3 separate regions of the Mus musculus genome follow, and regions 1 and 2 are each linked to region 3. A link is a contact called in public promoter capture Hi-C data. All regions are on one chromosome and are shown on one strand. Each heading gives the region's core, a stretch centred on a gene start, on an enhancer-like site or on the middle of the called end of the contact. The rest is flanking DNA. Distances are from core to core; before and after follow the strand shown. Region 1 holds the start of Wdr35 (WD repeat domain 35). Region 2 holds the start of Ttc32 (tetratricopeptide repeat domain 32). Region 3 overlaps Pum2 (pumilio RNA-binding family member 2).

What was found. Promoter capture Hi-C pulls out the DNA fragments that hold promoters and counts their contacts.
Region 1: a promoter capture Hi-C map of the C10 cell line shows a contact between it and region 3. The contact joins the promoter of Wdr35 here to the enhancer-like site in region 3. A contact is called at or near these places in 14 of 39 promoter capture datasets (the C10 cell line, the SN4741 cell line, cranial neural crest and 9 more), 1 of 484 Hi-C or Micro-C datasets (nephron progenitors), 10 of 115 datasets of contacts at active chromatin or transcription factors (T-cell acute lymphoblastic leukemia, astrocytes, bone marrow-derived macrophages and 6 more) and 4 of 9 other capture datasets (adipose tissue, embryonic stem cells, liver and 1 more).
Region 2: a promoter capture Hi-C map of maxillary cranial neural crest shows a contact between it and region 3, with 4 times the contacts expected there. The contact joins the promoter of Ttc32 here to the enhancer-like site in region 3. A contact is called at or near these places in 10 of 39 promoter capture datasets (the C10 cell line, the HPC-7 cell line, HPC-7-derived erythroid cells and 7 more), 1 of 484 Hi-C or Micro-C datasets (bone marrow-derived macrophages), 6 of 115 datasets of contacts at active chromatin or transcription factors (the 230-238 cell line, the NIH/3T3 cell line, craniofacial prominence and 2 more) and 5 of 9 other capture datasets (adipose tissue, embryonic stem cells, liver and 2 more).

The regions. Positions count from the first base shown.
Region 1 is chr12:8,972,706-8,975,466 of GRCm38.p6, forward strand. It overlaps Wdr35 (WD repeat domain 35), which reads left to right and starts at 1,296. Exons shown (of 27, transcript NM_001159527.1): 1 at 1,296-1,474; 2 at 2,229-2,346. The coding sequence starts at 1,451.
Region 2 is chr12:9,028,742-9,031,441 of GRCm38.p6, forward strand. It overlaps Ttc32 (tetratricopeptide repeat domain 32), which reads left to right and starts at 1,256. Exons shown (of 3, transcript NM_029321.2): 1 at 1,256-1,455. The coding sequence starts at 1,316. It overlaps Wdr35 (WD repeat domain 35), which reads left to right. Exons shown (of 27, transcript NM_001159527.1): 27 at 1-106.
Region 3 is chr12:8,712,104-8,714,803 of GRCm38.p6, forward strand. Pum2 (pumilio RNA-binding family member 2) reads left to right here. Exons shown (of 21, transcript NM_001160220.1): 6 at 1,257-1,527; 7 at 1,741-1,834. Among named protein-coding and RNA genes, the nearest start is that of Pum2, 39 kb to the left of the region's middle. Within about 2 kb of position 1,283, at least 6 of the 459 cell types and tissues checked have an H3K27ac peak or open chromatin away from gene starts, as enhancers often do.

The DNA.
Region 1 (2,761 bases), core at 46-2,545, 260 kb after region 3:
TGGGAACTTTGTTAACATCAGGATACCCCAAAGGACAATGGGGACATGGGAAAATGGCTCAGTGGGTGAAGTGCTTGCTGCAAACATGAGGACAAGTGTTTGGATCCCCAGCACTCCTAGAAGCCTGGTTAGCTGTGCTGCACCTGTAACCCCCGTGTTGAGAGGGGATCAAGCGATGCTGGAGGTCATTGGCGGGGCAGTCTCGCCCACACTGTAAGTTCCAAGGTTACGGAGATATCCTGCCTCAGAAAATGAGATGGCAAGTTATTGAAGAAGGTACATGATGTAGGTCTCTGGTCTGCACATGTGCTTCCACATACATGCACACACGAGGGAAGATGTACAAAAAGTTAAGAGAAATATAGAAAAATCACTCTCTGGATAGAAAAGCTCTAACACCTCACATATTTTGAAACGGGAGGGTACGCCACAATGTAGTTGTAGCTTTAATGACCCAAAGGTCATATTACTCCCATTACAAGGACCCTTGACATAATTTTTAAGGTGTTTTAAGGATTCTGTGTTGGCTAGTCCTATGTCAGCTTGATGCACAAACTAGAGTTATCTGAAATGCTGTACGGCATTTTAAAAAACTAGTTATTGATTGGGGAGGGCCATCCCTGGGCTGGTGGTTCTGGGTTCTATAAGAAAACTCTCTATGGCCTTTGCATCTGTTCCTGCCTCCAGGTTTCTACTGCCCTGTTTGAGTTCCTGCTGACTTTCTTAGATTATGAACAGCAGTATGGACGTGTAAGCCAACTAAACCCTTTCAAGCTCCTCACCTTGCTTTTTGGTCATGGTGTTTTGTCGCAGCCATAAGAACCCTAATCCAACGCAAAATAATAGTGCCCACTCCTAAATTGCTTCAGAGGGCTCTGTAGTTCTCTCAAAGAAGGCAGTCCTCAAAATGCACATCTGCACTGCCATTTTTTATTTGTCCGATGGTGCCAGCCTACCAAATGCAACAACTGACGTTCTTTTCAAGAATATTGGTCGGGGTCGGGTGGAGCGGTTAGAGAGAAAACACAGAACTCCTGAGACCTTTTTTGGAAGGGGCTCCCTTTAGCTTATACTGACTCCTGACGCACGACTATTAGCGTGATGTTGTAACACAGCGGCGGGGATGAAGGGACGGCGCTGGGAGAGATACGCATGGCAGATCGCTAAACTGAGAGCAGAAAGGCTCGAAGCCAAGGCATTGAAGAACTGATCAACTTCACCCCACACCAATTACACAGCCGCCCCATCGCCCGCGCAGGCGCACGACGACCAACACGGGGCGGGAGGCCACGCCGGAAGTTCTCTAAGCGCCCCGGATGCGACTGGGCGGCGGTGGTTGCCAGGCGACGGGAGCTTCTCCGATCCACCAGTGCTCGCAAATGGAGGTGTAGAACCCGTTATATATTAGCGTGCCTTGACCGCTGTGGGTCGTCTTCTCCGAGTTCCCACGATGTTCTTCTACCTGAGCAAGAAAGTGAGTTTCTCCTGGGGACCGCCGTCGCGCCGCCTCCATTCCTGTAGCCCGCCGGTGCCCGCATTCTCCCGGGACTGCAGGCGGCTGCCAGGCAGCTTCTCCATCTTCCTGTCACCTATCTCCTCTCACAGGTCTCTGTGCTCCGGTAGTCCTTGGCAGAGCCAGCAGCTCTTTCTCAGGATTCTTCCACATTCCAGTCATGCCAAGTTTCTTTTCAGTGATAAAAAGTGATCACCAAGCGCTGGTGGTCTTTCCTCTGCTACTTGTTGATCCAGAAGGTAGATTATGACAGTCTGCCCTAAGAGAGAAATATAAGTGTGGTGTGGGAAAGGAAGTAAGAGCAGCAGCGATACGAATTTATGTCTCAGTTCCCGCCTCAGTTCAGACACCCCCACCCCGTTCCCGCCCGCTTCCTTGGCAATCACCTTCCTTTATGTGCACTTCTTTACAGAATGCTAGGGCTCAGAACATTTAAGAAGACCACAGCCATTTTCATAATAGTTCATTTTGCTGCAGGGCGTTATTGTTTCTCTCTCCCTTTTTCATGCTCTTTTTTGAGACAGGATATTGCTGTGTAGCCCAGGCCAGCTTCCAACTTTCCACCCTTCTGCCTCAGTGCTGGGATTGGTAACATGGGCTACGACAAGTTCGGGCAGGTTTCTTCTTGGAAGATGTTTGCCTGTCTATATCTCCTGGATGGAGATCCTCCAACTCCTTCGTGAAAAGCTAGCATCACTGTGATTCGTGTTTACAGATTGCTGTTCCCAATAATGTGAAGCTGAAATGTATATCCTGGAACAAGGACCAAGGGTTCATAGCATGTGGCGGTGAGGATGGATTACTGAAAGTTTTAAGACTCGAGACACAGACAGGTAAGTGATCATCACCAGTACAGATGTGTGAAACTGGTAGAAAGCAGTGGCTAGTGGCTAGTGGCTAGTGAGACCTACTTATGGTATTTGTCATTATGAAGTTTTAATTTTTTTAAAGGGGTTTATTCTTATGGTATGGGTGTTTTGCCTGAACGTATTTTATGGTGTCACATGCATGTAGTGCCTGTGGGGGCCAGAAGAGGGCATGGGATCTTTTCCTTTGTAACTAGTTACAGATGGTTTGTAGGTGCCGAGAACTGACCACTGGTTCTCTTCAAGAACAACACGTGTTCTTAACCACAGACCCATCTCTCAAGCCCCTCCTGTCACTGTTTCTGAGGCAGAGTCTTCTGAGACAGGCCTGAGAAGTTGCCATGTAGGACAGGCTAGTTGGCCTGAAAACTTCCATCTGTGT
Region 2 (2,700 bases), core at 6-2,505, 320 kb after region 3:
AATGGCATTTTAAGACTTTTTATTATTTGAAGTTTTAAAGACTACAAGCCTCATTCAAGAGGAAGCATTTGGTCTCTTTTCTTTGTAATAAACATGAATTAACTGATTTTGAGTAATGCTGTAGTTATCATCAAGCTTATCCCGAGCTATGCCATGGTTCAGAGTACTCTAGTGGCCTAAATGTGACCCCAGCAGCCACAGCATGCACTAATGTGGCCGGTCCCAGCATTCTGGTAAGCAGTGTACCTGCACAGGCACTGCCGACCTCTCTCATCTGCCATACACAGCTCATTATATTTTGCTGAAATGTACTTTAAGATCACTTTTCTGACCGGGCAGTGGTGGCACATGCTTTTAATCCCAGCACTTGGGAGGCAGAGGCAGGGAGATTTCTGAGTTCGAGGCCAGCCTAGTCTACAGAGTGGGTTCCAGGACAGCCAGGGCTACACAGAGAAACCGTGTCTCGAAAAAACAAAACAAATCACTTTTCTTTATTCTCAGAGCTCAGATCAAAAGTTTTTCTGAGACATTATTTGAAATAAACATGAAAACAAATTCTGAAGGGAAAAAAGGACGTTTATCCCATGTTTCCTTCCACTATAATGTAGGGAAATGTGGCATTTGCATTGTCTTCACATCCACAGACACATCCTCGGACACACACAGAGACATACACAGAATATATATCACATGGGAGAAAAAGCTAAGTCTTTTTAGGAAAATATACAGTGACTGAAGTGGCAGAGAATTGTTACCATAGAGACTACAGAAAGTTCACACTCAGAAACATGGACAAATTTGTTTCAAAGTAACAGAATATTAACTCTGTTGCCATAGCTCTAGACGCTTATTTTGGGTATCTAAAATGAAAACAGCAATATTATGTTGCCCTCTACTGTCTGCTTCTATAATTATTTTCTAAAAAAAAATTTTTTAAAGACTTCTTTATTTACTATGTATACAGCATTCTGCCTGGATATATGCGCACCACCACCGCCCGGCCATGGGCACTGTCTGTCTGTCTATCTATCATCCATCTAATCTAATCTAATCTAATCTAATCTAATCTAATCTAATCTAATCTAATCTAATCTAATCTAATCTAATCTAATCTAATCTAATCTAATCTAATCTAATTATGTATACACATGTCACAAAGATTTAAATTCTCTTAATTTCCCGCGAACGGCGTCAGGCGCTACCAGTTGTCTCGCGATACTACGGGTCTTCAAACAGGACAAACGTCCTTTTCCTTTAGCCAACGAAGTCCCGTGAGCGGTAGCTGTGGTTCCGCTTCCACCCGGGTGAGGCGGTCATGGCCTTGCGGCCAGGCCGAGAGGGCGGAGAGAGCTCGGCCGCCCTGGCCACGGCGCAGGCTCGCTTCTCCAGGGGCGAGTTTGCCGAGGCCCGGGAGCTGTACTCCGCCTTCATTGGCCAGTGCGCGCGTCACGGGAGGTAACTATCGCGAGAGCGGGCTGGGCGCGTGGGTGGTCCCCGAGCCACGCGCGGACCGCGGAGTCCTGGGCTGCCGCTTGGTTTCCCCAGAAAAGATCCCCTCCGAGCCCTGTCCTTCGGGGAGGGGACGCCTTGGTCTCCGCAGAGGCCCAGGCGGCAGGAAGCCGCTGTTCTGGGCAGGGAAGGTGGTCGTCCTCGGAACCACAGCGACGCCTTTGTGTTCCGGACGCGAAGGTTCCGGTTCAGCACCCGCTTAAGCTAAGCACAGTCGCTGCACCCAGCTGTCCCGTTAGTGTTTACCACGACGTCACAGCACACTCCTGAAGTTAAGGGTTGTTAATGTGACACCGCTAGAACATCACAAGAGTCCTTTCTGTAGAATATCAAGCCAGCGATGAAACGTTTATTGCCCAGTACAGTTCTTTGTTACTTTGATATTTGAGTTCGAGCAGCTTATCAAGATGTGCACTCTGACCCCTCTATTCCCACTACGCTTTGAGTCTTTAGAAAACGGGGTTGTATGTCGAGCCAAAATCTGATAATTATAAAAATTTTGACATTTAGGGGTCTTGGTTGCATTCTGTTTTCTGCCAGTTAAGGAATTAAAAGGCAGTAAAACTCTCAAGCCAGGCAGGTAGCAGCGGAGGAGGAGGAGGTGGTGGAGGAGGAGGAGGGTGCCACGACTAAGTACAGCTTATGAGAGAATCCGCTAATGAGGAAAGGTTTCCTAGGGGTGAGAAAACTTGAGTGGGCAAACAGATAAAACCCTCGGCAAAGCGGAAGAGGATTTCAGGAACCCGCAGATCCACTCCTTTGAGGGTTTAAGGAACTGAGGGTTGGTCAGTTTGAGCACAGAGCCCTAAGCATGTCCGATCCAGCTTTGAACTTGTGTAGTAGTAGCATAGCAGAGCCATCAGCGGGGGTGGGGTGGGGTGGGGGGCTCTATTGGTGAAAAAAAAGTAGAAAAGCCTTTTTAGGCTGCCGGGTTTTTGTTTCCGGTCAGCCGGGTCAGGAAGAAGCAGGTCAGGTTGGCAGTTCACTATATTTATTATCTAGTCTCAGCTCCTCTCTTGATACATCTGCTTATCAGGGAGTCTTACTCTTAGCCCCTCCGTATTGTTTGTCCCAATGTCTCTGTATTGGTTGTGAATTGGTCGTTAAACCGGGAGAATCGATCCAACTCTGCAGGTTCACAATTCCACTGTAATAGAGTGAAGTCTTTTACTCTTTGTGATATTCACAGCC
Region 3 (2,700 bases), core at 33-2,532:
GTAAAACACTCATTACTACTAAACTTAGGTACTTATATACTTTGAATGTGTTATGAATGCATAGTTTCTCAGAGCAATACACTTAAAGTAAGATTCCTATATAAAACATATATAAGAAAAGATAGACTATGTTAGGATTAAAAACAGTGTAAAAAGAATATTAGAGGGGCTCACTAGTTAAGAGTACTGGCTGCTCTTCCAGAGGTTGAGTTCAATTCCCAGCAACCACATGGTGGCTCACAACCAACCATCTATAATGAGATCTGGACCCCTTTTCTGGCCTGCAGGTATACATGCAGGCAGAATACTGCATCATCATCATCATCATCAGTAGTAGTAGTAGTAGTAGTAGTAGTAGTAGTAGTATGTCAGAAACATGAACAATGTTGATGAGAAGAGAAACCAATGCTGAAATTTTAATTCAGTATTAGTGAATTTCTTGTGAAAATTAGGGTAGTGTGGTGCAGCGGGGTTGGTATTTTGTTTATATAAAATTGTGTGTGTTCTGTATACTTTTTAAGTTTTCAAAATTTACTACATTTACCTTTAAAGAGAAACAACTTGGAACAGTAGAGATGATCTTTGGGTAGCTGTTTATTGTATAGGGCTTTCATAAAGGCTCGCTGTTTGGCTGCTACTCCCTTTCTTGCTTGCTCTTCTGTTCTTTTAGCTAAAACTACCCAGTCTTACATTTATTCTCATTAAGGAAGCAAGTGCAAAAGATAAAAGGGTTTGCACAGAAAAAAACCTTTGAAAGTCACAGTTGTGAGTCAGCTTTTGTTTTAGTTTAGATTTCTTTCACTCACGGAAACTTAACCATCATGTCTGGTTAGTTTTTTGATAAGTGGAATTTTGAGCTTTGCCATATTTGGGGTTTTTTTTTTTTTGCCATATTTGTTATTTAATAGTTGTTTTTTATTCTTAATTTTTGTCTATGGCTTTAGACAAAAGTTTCAAGTAGTATAGTTGTAAATTTTGACAAATTTTCTTACCTGTGTCTTTGTCTTATCTGTATGATTGAGTTATATGATTATGCTATTCAAATTGAGGAGAGTGATAAAATTAAAAATACTGAAACTGTTACCTTAAGTAGTTACGAAATAGGAAAAGATATGAGAAATGGAACATTTGATGACTCAGAAAGCCTTACTTATTCTTCATATTTTGGGACTTTTTTCCCCTTCATACTTAACTATTTTATTTACCCTTGGATTTGCTCCGTTTACTCATAGTGCTCTTCTGTTTTCTTTACTTAGTCGCACTCCTGGAAGTCGCCAAGCCTCTCCAACTGAAGTAGTTGAGCGCCTTGGCCCTAGTACTAATCCCCCAGAAGGATTGGGCCCTCTTCCTAATCCGACAGCGAATAAACCACTTGTTGAAGAATTTTCAAACCCTGAAACTCAGAATCTGGATGCAATGGACCAAGTTGGTCTGGATTCCTTACAGTTTGACTATCCTGGTAATCAGGTACCCATGGATTCTTCAGGAGCTACTGTAGGCCTTTTTGACTACAATTCCCAACAGCAGGTAAAGAGACTTCTGTAACACTATTATTAGTGAAATCTGAAGTGGTATGACTCACTAGGAATGATAAGGGTTTTGACACTTAATGCTTTATTGATTAAAATGTCATTATGGTTAAGAAAGTTCTTCAAATAAGTGTTTAAAATATTCATAGCTTTTTAATGAGAATTGCGATGTTTTGGTATTAATCTTTGTATTAAATATTTTCCTGGATAGCTCTTTCAGAGGACTAGTGCACTAACAGTTCAGCAGTTAACTGCAGCTCAGCAGCAGCAGTATGCATTAGCAGCAGCTCAGCAGCCACATATAGGTAAGTCTTTTCAATTAAGTTACACCTTTTCATTATTAGAAGAAAAAGCTGGTATTAATGTATTTAAACTTTCCTTTTATTTCTTAATGTCTTGTTTACATTTTGTTACTTTCTGAAACACCTCTGAGGTTAGTAGTAACAGATTACACACTAAAGATTATGATTAATGGAGGGAATCATTTTGATTATTTGCATCATTGGTTAAATCTGTCTGTAATTTGGGCCAGCAAGATGCTCCAGTGCGTTTGTCACAAAGCCTGATGACCCAAATTTGATCTTAAAATCCAGGATCTATGGGGAAGGAGAGTGCCAGCTCCACAGGTTATCATCTGACCTCCACATGTGCTCTGTGGCGTGAAAACACACTCACACATACATTTGAAAATTTATACTTGATAAATGTTGTTAGTTTTTAAGATTTTTTTTCTCAGTTGATAATTGGTAATCAAAGATCTAGAAATAAAATGTTATTATTTATATAATCTATTTTCCAGTCAGAACGCTCATTTTTAGATTTAATCTAAAACAAGAATACTAAAAAATTTTCTGTAAAATTAACTTTTTTGATATCTAGTTCTAACTAATGTGAATTAACTCAGCCATATAATTATTACTGATAAAATTCAAGTTTGGTACATGTTTTGTTGTCTATATTTAGTTATTTTTGTCTTTCTTGTTTTTCCTACCACTTGCACATCTTTACTGTTTAATAATATAGATGATAATAATATGCTAATAACTGTTTTGTTTTTCTTCTCAGCCCTCTGATTCTGACTCTTAATAGTAGATGTGGAGTGAAATAAGTTTAAATGTAATATATTTGGGGGCTTTTTAAAAGGTAATAATAGATTATAAAATTAAGTACA